Linked DNA regions of Zea mays: all the other regions are linked to region 3. The links are chromatin contacts, called in public Hi-C maps. All regions are on one chromosome and are shown on one strand. Each heading gives the region's core, a stretch centred on a gene start, on an enhancer-like site or on the middle of the called end of the contact. The rest is flanking DNA. Distances are from core to core; before and after follow the strand shown. Region 1 has its middle 70 kb from the start of LOC109945197. Region 2 holds the start of LOC100273094. Region 3 holds the start of LOC103642983 (brassinosteroid LRR receptor kinase BRI1).

The links. Hi-C and Micro-C count contacts between places; a contact is called where the count stands out from the background.
Region 1: a Hi-C map of leaf shows a contact between it and region 3, with 4 times the contacts expected there. The contact joins the enhancer-like site here to the promoter of LOC103642983 in region 3. A contact is called at or near these places in 6 of 25 Hi-C or Micro-C datasets (bundle sheath, ear, leaf and 2 more).
Region 2: a Hi-C map of leaf shows a contact between it and region 3, with 6 times the contacts expected there. The contact joins the promoter of LOC100273094 here to the promoter of LOC103642983 in region 3. A contact is called at or near these places in 4 of 25 Hi-C or Micro-C datasets (ear, leaf and tassel).

Annotation. Positions count from the first base shown.
Region 1 is chr3:207,948,065-207,952,775 of Zm-B73-REFERENCE-NAM-5.0, forward strand. No RefSeq gene overlaps it. Among protein-coding and RNA genes, the nearest start is that of LOC109945197, 70 kb to the left of the region's middle. Within about 2 kb of position 3,062, at least 16 of the 20 cell types and tissues checked have an H3K27ac peak or open chromatin away from gene starts, as enhancers often do. A contact at or near this core is called in bundle sheath, ear, leaf and 2 more, where this site is marked.
Region 2 is chr3:208,043,825-208,048,128 of Zm-B73-REFERENCE-NAM-5.0, forward strand. LOC100273094 reads right to left here and starts at 2,660. Exons shown (of 5, transcript NM_001156286.2): 1 at 2,231-2,660; 2 at 1,202-1,499; 3 at 768-1,066; 4 at 383-669; 5 at 1-286. The coding sequence starts at 2,586. The coding sequence ends at 60.
Region 3 is chr3:207,812,173-207,816,535 of Zm-B73-REFERENCE-NAM-5.0, forward strand. LOC103642983 (brassinosteroid LRR receptor kinase BRI1) reads left to right here and starts at 2,654. Exons shown (of 1, transcript XM_020550489.2): 1 at 2,654-4,363. The coding sequence starts at 2,923.

The DNA.
Region 1 (4,711 bases), core at 1,812-4,311, 140 kb after region 3:
TTATAACAATCGTATATCCTGACTTATAAGGGAATTCACAGGTAAAGATAGAGGTACATATCCATGTTTGTAAGGAGGATCGTCATAGGTCGATCTCCATGTTTATCTAGTTGATGGCTAGATAAGCTTTCTGAAACAAAATGTTTCTCCCCTTGATCATCATTGCATAAGCAATAGATACCACAACACACTGGGCGTAGGGTTGAAAGTTCCCTTTGCCCGGGAACATGATCTGGATGTCGCCTATAGGGGGTGAATAGGCGAATAAAAATTTAACCCGAAAACTTAGAAATCTTACTCTACACGAAGAATGAATCGCAACGGAATGAAGATCACTTCGAGTAGTAGCAGGAGAATCAGAGTACACGACTCAAGATAGCATGCACTTCAAAAAAATAACCTATACCAACGGTAGGCATAGAAGTGTAAAAGAAGCAATCAAAGAGAGAGAGAGAGAGACAAAGAACATCTCAACAAGAGAACACGAGACACATGAATTTTTTCCTATGGTTCGCCCAAGCGTGAAATGCTTGTCTAGTCCACGTTGGAGTTAGCCAACTTGGCTTGGAGTCTATTTCAATTCCTTCCTCTGTTTGCTCAGATCTATTACTATGTGGTAGATCGATGCTTCCTTTATGTCGATGCCGAGTTACACAAAGTCAGTGATGTCATAGATGTCGGTAGCTCTCTGGAAAAGTAACAGTATGCTCAAGACCTTGCTCTAAATTGCAGCAACACTCTCTCTTGGCTTATAACTATGCCAAAACACAAACTAGAGAGGAATACACAATAGAGGGAGACAAAAATGATTCGCAATGTGTCTACAATTTGTTGTTGCACTTGGGAGACTTGGGCTCTTAAATATGGGTGTCTAGGGGATCCTTTTATAGCCAGAAGGCCTCCCATAGCCGTTGGAACAAAATTAGGCTATTCACTGGCTTGTGCACCGGACTAGTTACTATTCACTAGCATGTGCACATGATACTTTACTATTCACTGAACTGTGCACCTCTAAGATTACTATTCACTGTCCTGTGCACTGGACATGTTACTATTCATTGTCCTGTGCGCCAACCATTAGCACACCAAGTGATTTTTCCTCCATTCTTTCTCCATTTGACTTCAACTTTTGGGATGACTTTTCTGAGACTTAGACAAACACATTTAGAGTATAATCCAATTGATTTAGTCCCAAAAAGTTACCTCTTTCCAATTCTTCTCCCAACTTTTCTGTTTTTCCCAAACATAGTCTAAAGTTACCTCTTTCTCTACAAAAAGAATTAGAGAGCAAACCGGAGTACCAAACATGTAGTAAAAGGTGTATGCAACATAGCTGAACACTCAAACCTTACATACTTAACATTTTTCATTGCTTTACCCATTTTGGCATGTTCGAGGTCGAGCTTGGACTCCAAACCATCAAGTCAACTTGACTTGATCTAGATTGACATATATCAGCTGCAACACACTGTAAAGGTCACATAGAAAATATCCAAACACAGGAACAACCCAAACTAAAGGTCAAAGTGAACTTAGCTCTTTAGGGCCGCTTCTAGGTTCTGGCTTTGACACTACACCTTCTTGTGACCTTGTTCACTTCTTGAGCTTGATCGTGAGCCTTGTTGGTTATAACCATAGGTATTACCTCATTGGTTATAAGTCATGTCCTTAAGTCATGATCATCGATGCACCATATCTCTTCTCAACCCTAAACCCTAAACCCTTCACTTTGGAAGTCTTCTTTTTCACCCTTGGCTTTGGGTTCCTTAGCCTCCTTGACCTTCTCCTGTGCACTCGGTGCCTCAAATCTCTTCTTGCATCCATCCTTGGCTTGATCAGTTGTCTCCAAGTTATGCACATCAAGTCTCACTTAGATAAAGTTCATCTTACTTGTGACATCCATTATCCATAAACATTCCATTCTTTTTGACCATCACACTTGTTCACTTATGTTGAACCATGTAACCTTTGCACTAAGTACATGTTTAACACTTAGTACCTCCTTTTAGTCCTTTAATTGCGTTGTCATCCAAACCACCAAAACTCACAAGGGAGCTTTCAAGGGTAATATATTGTATTGTGAGCCCTCTCGTGTCCTTTATGTGTTTAACTTCAGTTCTCGATCTCGCGATCCATCCCGTACATATTCACCGTTGAAATTTCCTCGAAATGGTAAGATATGTTTCTCTCTAGAACCACTTGAAACACTTTCAAAGGTACTATGGTATCAGTTTCAGACCTGAAATATTTCAGCTTTCCTTCATAAGGGCTAGTTTGGAAACTTAAATTTTCTCTAAAATTCCCGTGGATTGAGTAACTTAAATCTCCTCCGGAATTCTGAGAATTGAATAGAAAATGAGTTGATTTCCCTCTTAATCAATGAGAATCTCAGAGGGAATTTATGTTTCCAAACTAAACGATGGAAACAACATATGTGTAGTTTCGCATGGATTTTGTTTCTTGCCCTCTTCTTAATTAGCAACTCTGTCATTTAGTTCATGTTTTTTTGAACGGTATAAATTAAAATATACTATATTTCAGTTGCTTTTTCACGGAAAGTTCTGATTTTTAAGAATACTTTTATTTATATATTTTTATGAAAAGATAACATTACGTGAACCAGAATACAACCTACCAGCCAATCAATCTCATGAAGTCATCTGATTCGGCATCTAAAACTTTTTTAATAGAATATTGATTTAAAATAGTTTTATGAAAATCTGAATTCATATAGAATGGATAATTAACTTACACTTAGGCTATCTTCGGCAGATCCTTTATCTTATTCTCTATTTTATCTCATATTTTAAATTTTATTTTACAAATAGTGTTAAACAGTCATTTACAGTTCTGAGTCCCTATTTTACTTAATTTAGGACTACAATGTTTTTTTTCTCGGGACTCAAGGATAGAAGATAGGCAACGGCAACCAAACTTGGCACATGGCCTAGCGCTGCTTTTAATTACGTGAGCCCATTATTGCTATTTTAGGGCGTAGACAGAAACTGGAACTTTTAGCCGCACTCGACATGATCATCACCAGAACAGCCCAAAGGCCACCACTTTCTTGTGGGCTGTGGGCTGTACTTGCACGCTCACTTGGGCGGAACGCACTCAAGGCTGAGTACTAGCCCATGTATTCCAACGTGCATTTCAAACTCTACATCGTTTATAGTACTAACTCCGTTAACGCGACAAATAAAAAGAATGGAGAAAGTAATATATTCCCTCCGTTTCTTTTTATTTGTCGCTGGATAGTGCAAAATTACACTATCCAGCGACAAATAAAAAAAACGGAGGAAGTACATCATATATACAGTATTTTGTACAGCTAAATACACTGGTGAACTCAGTCGACCAAACCCGAGCAGTCCAGGTCCGTCAGGTCACTCATCACACGCCTATTGGCTATCTCATAACTAACCTAGGTGGTTTTGGACTGTTGGTTGATCGTGCTGAGAACTAGATTACCACAGATCACTTTCTCCATTAGTGCTTTTTAACACTCTCTTAGGACGAATACCGCGACCAACACATGCCTCATTAAAACTCTCAAAAATATAGTGGGAAAATATGAAGAAAGAGAGCATGGTGACACATATTGCATTTGCACTCTATTGCCTCGTTAAAATCCATATGTGCGAAACTTCAGTAAAACTCGTCAAGGAAAAAACAATACAACAAATATAATAAACTTTCATAAAGGTTTACATATTGATCATCAACTTGACGCCTTTGGGGCATACAATATGACATTCAATATCTCACAATTATTATCAATATTAAGCATTTGTTCCCCTCACGATAACATATGTCAAAGTCGTTACTCCTCGTAACTCAAACATATTCTTCAAGATATATGTCTCATTATCCATCAGGAATAATGATGGTGGATGAGGTTGGCGTGCTATAATTTTCTATCTTATCATATACCACAATGTATACATGGTTGTGCAAAGCAAACTACTAGTCATTTTAAAGAACTTAGGGAATAATATAGTTGCAAAGGTACATATTCCAAATATAACTCATCACTCAAGGCGTTCATTCGTTGCAACTTCTATGATGGTGTAACAAAAGTCCATCTAAGATCGTAACCCATCGGGGATTTGTCGGGGACCATAATTAGGGGTACCCTCAAGACGCCTAATTCTCAGCTGGTAACCCCCATCAGCATAAAGCTGCAAAGGCCTGATGGGCATGATTAAGTCAGGGATCAGTCCACACGAGTGACTCGATCACGCTTCACCCGAGCCTAGCCTCGGCCGAAGGCAGCCGACCTCGAGAGACTTCCGTCTCGCCCGAGGCCCCCTTTTTATGGCGGACACATCACCGGCTCGCCCAAGGCCTTGGCTTCGCTCAGAAGCAACCTTGACTAAATCACCACACCGACTGACCAAATTGCAGGGGCATTTAACGCACAGGAGGCCTGACACCTCTATCCTGACACGCGCCTCCGGCAGAGCCGAGGTGACCGCCGTCACTCCACCGCTCCACTGACCAGTCTGACAGAAGGACAGCGCCGCCTGCGCCACTCCGACTGTAGCGCCACTCGACAGAGTAAGTCTGACAGGCAGTCAGGCCTCGCCAAAGGCGCCACGGCGAACTCCGCCCCGCCCGACCCCAGGGCTCGGAATCAGGCTAGGACCCGGAAGACGGCGAACTCCGCTCCGCCCGACCCCAGGGCTCGGACTCGGGCTAAGACCCGGAA
Region 2 (4,304 bases), core at 1,410-3,909, 230 kb after region 3:
AATTTAGAGAGGTGGATCTAAACCGCCCCAAGCTTCCGAACTTCCGTGGATTACCGTTGCTACATTGAGCTCGAACCGTTGGAATCGTCGTACTTGTCGGCATCGACAAGATCTTCAAGCCTCTCCATGAGCACGTCGAAGTCGTCGTCCGACTTGAGGAGGCTGATCCTCGTGTACCTGCTGCTCGCCTCATACTGGACGCCGCTGCGCGTGATGATGTTCGCCTTCAGCAGCGCCTCGTAGCAGTCTTCGTCTTCCTCCATCTCGCACTTGACCCATGCGTAGGCTGTTCACAGACAGTCACCGGCTAGCTGTTAGTGCCGTCATCAGACGTGCGATTTCGATCGAGCTCCGTTCCTGTCTCCCAAATAAGCTCACTCACCTGGGGATGGCTCTCTGACCCGGCCGAAGTACGTGCAGTACTGGGGCGCGATCTTCTGCAGCGTGATGCGGCGGGTCCGCGACACGGCGGCGCTCAGCCTGAGCCACCTGCTCCTCATCACGTCGTGGCCGAAGGCGAAGATGTCGTCCTTGCCGCGCAGGTTGGCCAGCATGAACTTGAAGATCCCCAGCATCCGCAGCTGGGTGTCCCGCGACGCGCCCATGTTGCTGTCCCTCAGGTACTCTAAAGCCCGCTTGGCCACCTCGTCGTCCCTGATCAGCGCCCATCTGCGGCCGGTGCGCAATGCAATGCGGCAAGCATGAGGTAGGTCAGGGTCAGGTGAATGTCACTCGGCCTGCCCATGGATTCGTATATGCAGACATACCCGAATCTGCTTCCAGCATGTCCGGATGGCTTGGAGACGGTGAACATCATGATGTCCTCGTCGGCCGGCGCCGGGATGTGCGTGAAGTGCGGCCAGTAGTACGCGTGGTCGACGATCGCCGCCGCCGAGCCGCGGAGGACGGGCTCGCGGAGCAGGGCGTCTGGGTTGTTAGGCGACGTGACGAACTCGATGAAGGTGCCGTCGGTGGAGTTCGCCCGTGACGAGTTGGCCCACAAGGCCGTGGTTCCGGCCCATCTGTACTCGCGGCCGTCGAACATGGAGGTTTGCTGTCTGTACGCCTGCACCACGGCACATGTACACATCCGTATGGGATTCATTCAGCAGCAGAAAATGACTTGTCAGACTTGAAGTTTTAGTTTAGCCCGTTGATGATGATGCAGTGTGATGGATGATTCAAAAGGCTGAACACCGACCGGGTAGTACGGCGCGGCCGCGACCACTCTGGACGGTGGCGAGGCGGCCGTGGCGTCCGGCGACAGCGCGTGCACCAGCGCGTTGATGAGCTGCAGGGAGCCGCTGGCGAAGACCAGGTGCTTGTCGTCCGCGACGGCGTTACCGACGGCCCCGTGCAGGCGCCGGATCTGGCGCTCCAGCTCCACCGACTGGAACCCGCCCGTGGTGGTGTAGCTCATGCGGTGCCACCCGGAGAACACCACGGCGCTGGCCGCCGCGTGACGCCGCCAGTACGGCTCCAGGAACAACGGGTTCCCGCTGGTGCCACAAACAACACAATATGGTCAGCACAGTACCACTGTTAGCACTGGTACTATTTAATAGCGGAAACTGTTTGCATCTATTTAGCCGGAGCAAGCTTGCAGGTGGCAGACTTTTTTAATCGGCGGAAAACAGGATTGTAAAGTGGTGCCCGGAAATTGCGACGTGCAAAGATTCCTTTGCTGCTATGCGTAGAATTATAAGCAAATCAGCAACCGAATTAATCGTTTCCTTCTCTATCTCATTCGATTTCAATCGTTTATTACTTTACCACGAAAACTTACTATTAGAGCTGGTTTAAAAGCCACAAAATCGGAGGGGTTAAAGAAGCTAAAATCTTATTCTTATTTAATTTTAAATAAAAAAAGATTTTAATCCTCTAATCCTTTCTGATATTTTTCTCCAAACTAATCCTTATTAATAAGAACCATCCTGATAAAAGAAGAGAGAAAAATCTGCTTCCCGACCCCGTTGACGCTCCATTTGTGTCAAGGTTGCCGTGATGGAATGGAACCAAACAACAACTATGTTTGGCTTAAATTCCACATAAATCCACCTCAATATCTGTGAACTGAAGTAAGTATCTAAACAAAACCTAAAGTAGAATTTGCTTCAACCTAATAATACTCAGAAAAGGAAAAATAATTATGCGTCCATCGTGGACCGGGAGAGACTTATCGAGTGCCCCAGCTGAAACAAGCAAGCAAGGCAAGGAGAAGCGCGTATGCCTGTCGGCGTCGGCGGTGCAGTTGGGCGTGCGAAGGGAGCAGTCCGGCCCGCCGAAGCAGCTGTTGCACTCGCACCCGGGCCGCCCGTCCTCGCCGGCGACGCCATCGACGAACACCTGCCCGTGGCCCGAGCACTCCACGGCGGCCACCGCCTCGGCCTCCCTGGCCGCCTGCAGAGACCAGGTGAGCCCGCACCCGCACCCGTCGTCACGGAGCAGCAGCCGGGACGGCGAGAGGAAGTGGTGCGCGACGAAGATGGCGTTCAGGAGCAGCGATGAGTAGACGACGCCCAGGAGGGCGAGGCCTGCACCTGCACGTCGTCGTGTTTCGTGCTGCTCTCCACCTGCCGCCTCCATTATTGTGTATCTCTGCTCCGATTTCTCAAAAACGTGGTGTATGTATCTAACATATCCAGGGGTGGAGCTATATACTCGTTTTAAGGCTACAATGCAGGGGGGGCAGGCACTGCTCGCCTCCCTTGTCTCCCATCATGAGTCCTGGCTGAACATGATGCTGATGCTGACTGATGACACTAGTTTAATGAAAGCTCCATAACGCCAGTATTAAACATATATTCACTGTGTTTTTAGTTTTTGTCGGTACGAAAGGCGAGTGAAAATTGAGAATTTTAGACTGAGTGCTTGTTTGAGTGTAACGGAGGAAATTGAAGGGGATTCTACCCCTCAATAATTAGAGATTATAACCCTCTCAATCCTCTCTGTTACACTTGTTTTCAAACAAACCTTAATGGTTCTGTCGAATTGACGGTTTGTGTAAATCTATCGTCTCTAGAATTTTGATTTTTATTTTTAGATGTGCCTTAGTAGCATAAATCAACTATAAAACTATTTTTAAAACTAAAAAATCGCTATATTAATATTAAACCTTATCTGATCCTAAACAGCTATAACAATATACCCAAATATACATCCTCGCATAACAAAACAATATTCACTTTATTCTACAATAATCATCAACCCCAAGTATATAATCAACCGCAGCATCTTCATTTAGTTGTAGCCTAGCAATTTGTCATAAACCTAAGATACCTACAGAACAGGACTTTTTATCTCTAACTAGCACACATATTTGTCTTGCAACGAAACCCATTACTTGTAGTACTTCATATCATCGCTACGTTAGATGTGATACGTTCTAACTCGTATGATAATAAGTCATGATCATGAGTGTGGTTCACATGCCTGATACTTAATCACAATCCAATTTGTATTAATACCGGACTTTGTATTCATCTAGTTGTATATGAGGTCTAACTCGTATGAGAATGAGTCATGAGTCTGAATCATGTATCACTAGAATTATACTTAGGAAGTTATGGACGGAAAAATAGATGAACATATAATATTTGATATAGATATATATTTATTATTATTACATGCTGCAATCAAAGTCTATATAACCTCCTCATTTTTAGAGGGTAGTTTACTTCACCCTTCAAAACCAACTGTTAACCCGCTCAATTTTACAAAATTGAGCAAATAACCCCTTGAGAGGTTTTAGTGAATGGTTTTGATGATAGGTATTGCCACAGTGACACCAGTTTTATCTATTTTAATTCCATTATCTAGCAGTATCTAAAACTTATATAATTTTGCACAACAATTGCTCTAATTTTTATGAAATTTTAGAAGTAGCAGCTTAATTATTAAAAACAAAAACTATATAAAAAGAGTTTAATATTTTTATTCTAGATTCATTTCTTATCTTTCCTAGCTAAGACTTTTAATAGAGATAACTAATACAGTTACTAAATTACTAAAATTTTGGTTGATTTTATTAAGCAATTTAAGGGGTCTTTCTTCATATTACTAACTAAATTTATTTTTTAGAAACACTTAGAAAACAGTAATAAAAAGATCTCATATTTTTACACGGCCCTCCTCTCTAGTAAAAGAACTTATACAAATATTTTTGGTGTTTTCTGAGGGCTTAAAATACGGACTCATAACTTACACAAATATTTCAAAGGACTTGATATGGGTCCACATTTAAAGTCCTCATAAAATCCTAGAATTATTTATGCAAGTTATTTTAGTGGAGGGTAGTTATGTGT
Region 3 (4,363 bases), core at 1,404-3,903:
TATTGCTTCTCTTAATAATCTGCCTTGGATACATAACTCCTAGAAGCTCAACTCATCACAAAGATACATTGCACTCCATAACACTCATTTAAACAGGTGTTTGGTAGTTTGTTTCGGACATTTGATGGATGATATGTAGTTTGATTTAGACTTGAGATGTTGATGGATGATGTGTAGTTTGTTTTAGACTTGACAATGCTTTGCCTAACTCTTGTGTCATGTTGCATGTTGCGCACTATGATAGCTTGATTGAAATTATATCAAAAAACAAGTTTAGCATGATGAGTGGTCGTTGTATGGGTAGTTCACCCTGTTTACCGTTGATTAGCACTTGATTGATTTCATGCTTGCATATGTTATATTCTATTTTAGTTGTGAACATCTACATTGGAATGCTTAAACTACATCAAAAGGCTTCCACTTCACAAACTTGCACATATGTTTAGTTTGAGCATTCGCTAGCACATGTATGTTTGTGTGAAATGGTCATATTAGTTTGAGATTCACATTTGTTAGGGACGTTGCAACTTGCAAAGTGATCATCCACCAAGAGAAGCCTAAGTGATGCTCATATAATGGCTAATACATGTATCACCCTTAAAAATAAAACATGACCGATGTCTACATAGTCATTAGATGCTAAGTTAGCAATGACTTGGACATTGTTGCTATTTAGTGCCATTATGTTTTTAGGTTCACTTGAACCTCACCTATTTTGAAAAATAGGAGCCATATGTTGACGATCAAAATTATCCATCTCATGAAGTCATCAGAACATGAAATGAACATCCTCAGGAAGATGCTACAGTGTAAATCAAGCTTCTACCATATACATGCCTTATTATTGAAAGACAAAGCTTTTACCATTACATTAAAAAACAAAAAGGTAAATCAAGTGCTTAATTAGATTTCAACTAAATACATGTTGATTTAGAAAAAAGAAGTCCTGTAATTTGTAAGTAGAAGTTTTACATTAGTTTTTACTAGTCATGGTAAAAATTATAAATTCTAAAAGTTCTATGAAGAAAATAAAAGATACATGACTATCCATGCTCTAGTATCACATAAAAAAGAGCGACATACGATTTTTTCCCCATGAAATAGATAAGAAGACTTAATAAAGTTACAACAAAATACAAGGATTTTAACTTAACTGAAAGATAAAAAAATATCAATACTAAGTTATGATATAAGATATATGTCTTCTAAGGAGTGGTTTGGAAGAGCTTCCCTTTCAATTTCTTAGAACGAAAACATCTTCAACTAGTCAAATGCTTAAAATGTAAACTGATTTAGATGTGGACTATAAGTGAATCTATTTATCTCTATGTATTCTAGAAGCCATGAGCTAAAAATCTTTTTCACTTCGTCCACTGCACTATATTCTATTTGTGAGGCCATGGCTAACAGACCGTACATGTGGCCGTGTAAAACACTGCACTATAGATCAAATAAAAGACGAGATCAGTAAGTTGTTGAAGATAGTCTTAGCTCCTTACCCTCTCCCTCCTAGTATTATAATAAAATCACTCTATCGATCTATCATATAATCAATGAGTCGAGCGTAGGCCCATCTCCAACAGAGCATAGATAGAAGCATGCAAAATACTATTGTGTACTGTATATTGCACTGTTTACAGCGTTGAGTTTAAAATAGTAAGTAACATAGGAAGGTTGCTCGAGTTAGCCTAAGCGCGAAGGTTTGTTTGGTTGTCCCTGCCAGACAGCATGCTGACTAGGCAACCATCTTAGCTCAAGCGACTGAAATCAGACATCTGAAATAGAAGCCTGGACCAGATAGCTCCGGCCAGGAGTCATTCAAAGAAGCCCGGTCATCTCCAGCAGGTCGAGTAAATTACTGTTTTGCACTGTAGATTACACTATTTACAGAGTAAAGTTTAAAATAGAAACTGGAATCATAAGTGAGATAGAGAGTCTGCTGGAGATAGACTTAAATAACCGAACTCTTCTAAACGGGACTAGAATTCTGCACGGGTCGACGAAAGAGTGACCTATAATGCAAAATGATTCAAATTCAAAATGATTCAAAACGGAGTAGAGTTCAAATTATCATGCGCATTAGCCTTGGCATTCCTGGGTGCGGGCAGTGTCGCCGATCGAACAAACACACGCTCGGCTGCCGGCTTATAACGGGACCTTATCCACTCTCACGGCCTCGCCATCATAACACACGCTCGGCTCACACCGGAAAGGTGGCACGGCGCAGCGTCGACCGCACGCGCTCCTCCGCCCCGGATCGGATCTACCAGCCCACTCGCGCTACGGGCGTGAAGACAAAAAAACACTCGGCGAAGCAACGCGGCCCACGCGTCCGCCTCCCTCCACGCCCGCCAGGGATCCCGCACGCTCGGACCGCGACCCCGAACTGCCCATGCCCGCCCGCGGGTGGTGGAGTGGCGCGCGGATTGACGAGCCCCGGAGGCCGCGGCTGGCGCCTGGCGGGCACGTGACTCCGTCTCGAGCAGAGCACTGCCTGTCCCAACCGGCGCGGCCCTCCGCCGTCGGATCCGATCGGGATTAACCTCGCCGCGGGCAGCGGATAAGCGCCGTGGTTTAGAAGACTAATCTCGCTCGGCCCTCGGGCTAATTAGGCAGCGATTCGCGATGAGGGCGAGCAGTCGAGGGCAGGGGGCACATGCCATGTGACGTGACCCCACCACCACTCTCTCCCGCCCTTCCCTCACCTACAGCTGTTAATTTGCTTCCCGTCTCCTGCGCTCCCCCTCTCTCTCTGTCTTTACACTGTTGCTTCTTTCTTCCTGCTCCTCTCTCTAGGTATAGCAGCCCATTCCTCCACACTCCCACCTCCGCTCATCACCTCTCCCTCTCCTACCATCTCGTCGGCTCCTCCCCCGTCGGCCGACCCGCTTCTTTAATGGTTTTAAGGTAGCGCGCTAGTTCATGGAATCTCCGGGGCTGTTCGCTGTAGTGGCACTCTTCGTCGTCGTCGTGGCGGCGGCGGCCGCCGACGATGCCCAGCTGCTGGAGCAGTTCAAGGAGGCCGTGCCGAGCCAGGCCACGGACCTCCGCGGGTGGAGCGCCAGCGATGGCGCCTGCAGGTTCCCAGGCGCCGGCTGCAGGGGCGGGCGGCTCACGTCGCTGTCGCTCGCCGCCGTCCCGCTCAATGCCGACTTCCGGGCCGTCGCGGCCACCCTGCTGCAGCTGGCCAGCCTCGAGACGCTCAGCCTGCGCGGCGCCAACGTCAGCGGCACGCTGGCCGCGGTGCCGAGGTGCGGGGCCAAGCTGCAGTCGCTCGACCTGTCAGCGAATGCCGGCCTGCGGGGCTCCGTCTCCGACGTCGAGGCGCTTGTCGCTGCCTGCGCCGGGCTTAGCGCGCTGAACCTCTCCGGCGGTTCGATTGGTGGGCCGAGGTCTGCCGGCGTTGTCGCCTCCGGATTTGCCCGGCTAGACGCTCTCGACTTGTCCGGCAACAAGATCTCCGGCGATGGCGACCTCCGGTGGATGGTGGGCGCCGGCGTCGGAGCAGTCCGCCAACTGGACCTCTCCGGGAACAAGATCTCTAGCCTGCCGGAGTTCACCAACTGCTCTGGGCTGGAGTACCTCGACCTCTCCGGCAACCTCATCGCCGGCGAGGTGGCCGGCAGGACTCTCGCTGACTGCCGTGGTCTGAGAACGCTCAACCTCTCAGGCAACCACCTGGTCGGCCCGTTCCCGCCGGACGTCGCCGCCCTCACCTCGCTCGCCGGACTCAACCTCTCAAACAACAACTTCTCCAGCGACCTCCCCGCCGACGCTTTCACCGAGCTACAGCAGCTCAAGGTGGTCGCCCTCTCCTTCAACCACTTCAACGGCAGTATTCCGGACTCCTTGGCAGCGCTGCCGGAGCTCGACGTGCTGGACCTCAGCTCCAACACCTTCTCCGGCACCATCCCTTCGTCCATCTGCCAAGGCCCCAACTCCAGCCTCCGCATGCTGTACCTCCAGAACAACTACCTCTCCGGCGCCATCCCTGAGTCAATCTCCAACTGCACCAGGCTCGAATCTCTCGATCTCAGCCTCAACAACATCAACGGCACCCTCCCGGCATCCCTCGGGAAGCTCGGGGAGCTCCGGGACCTCATTCTTTGGCAGAACTTCTTGGAGGGCGAGATTCCGGCGTCCCTGGAAAATTTGGATAAGCTCGAGCATCTCATCCTCGACTACAACGGGCTCACCGGCAGCATCCCGCCGGAACTCTCCAAGTGCAAGGAGCTGAACTGGATATCCTTGGCAAGCAACCAGCTGTCTGGTCCGATCCCGGCTTGGCTTGGGCAGCTCAGTAACTTGGCCATCTTGAAGCTGAGCAACAATTCCTTCTCCGGACCAATACCGGCTGAGCTCG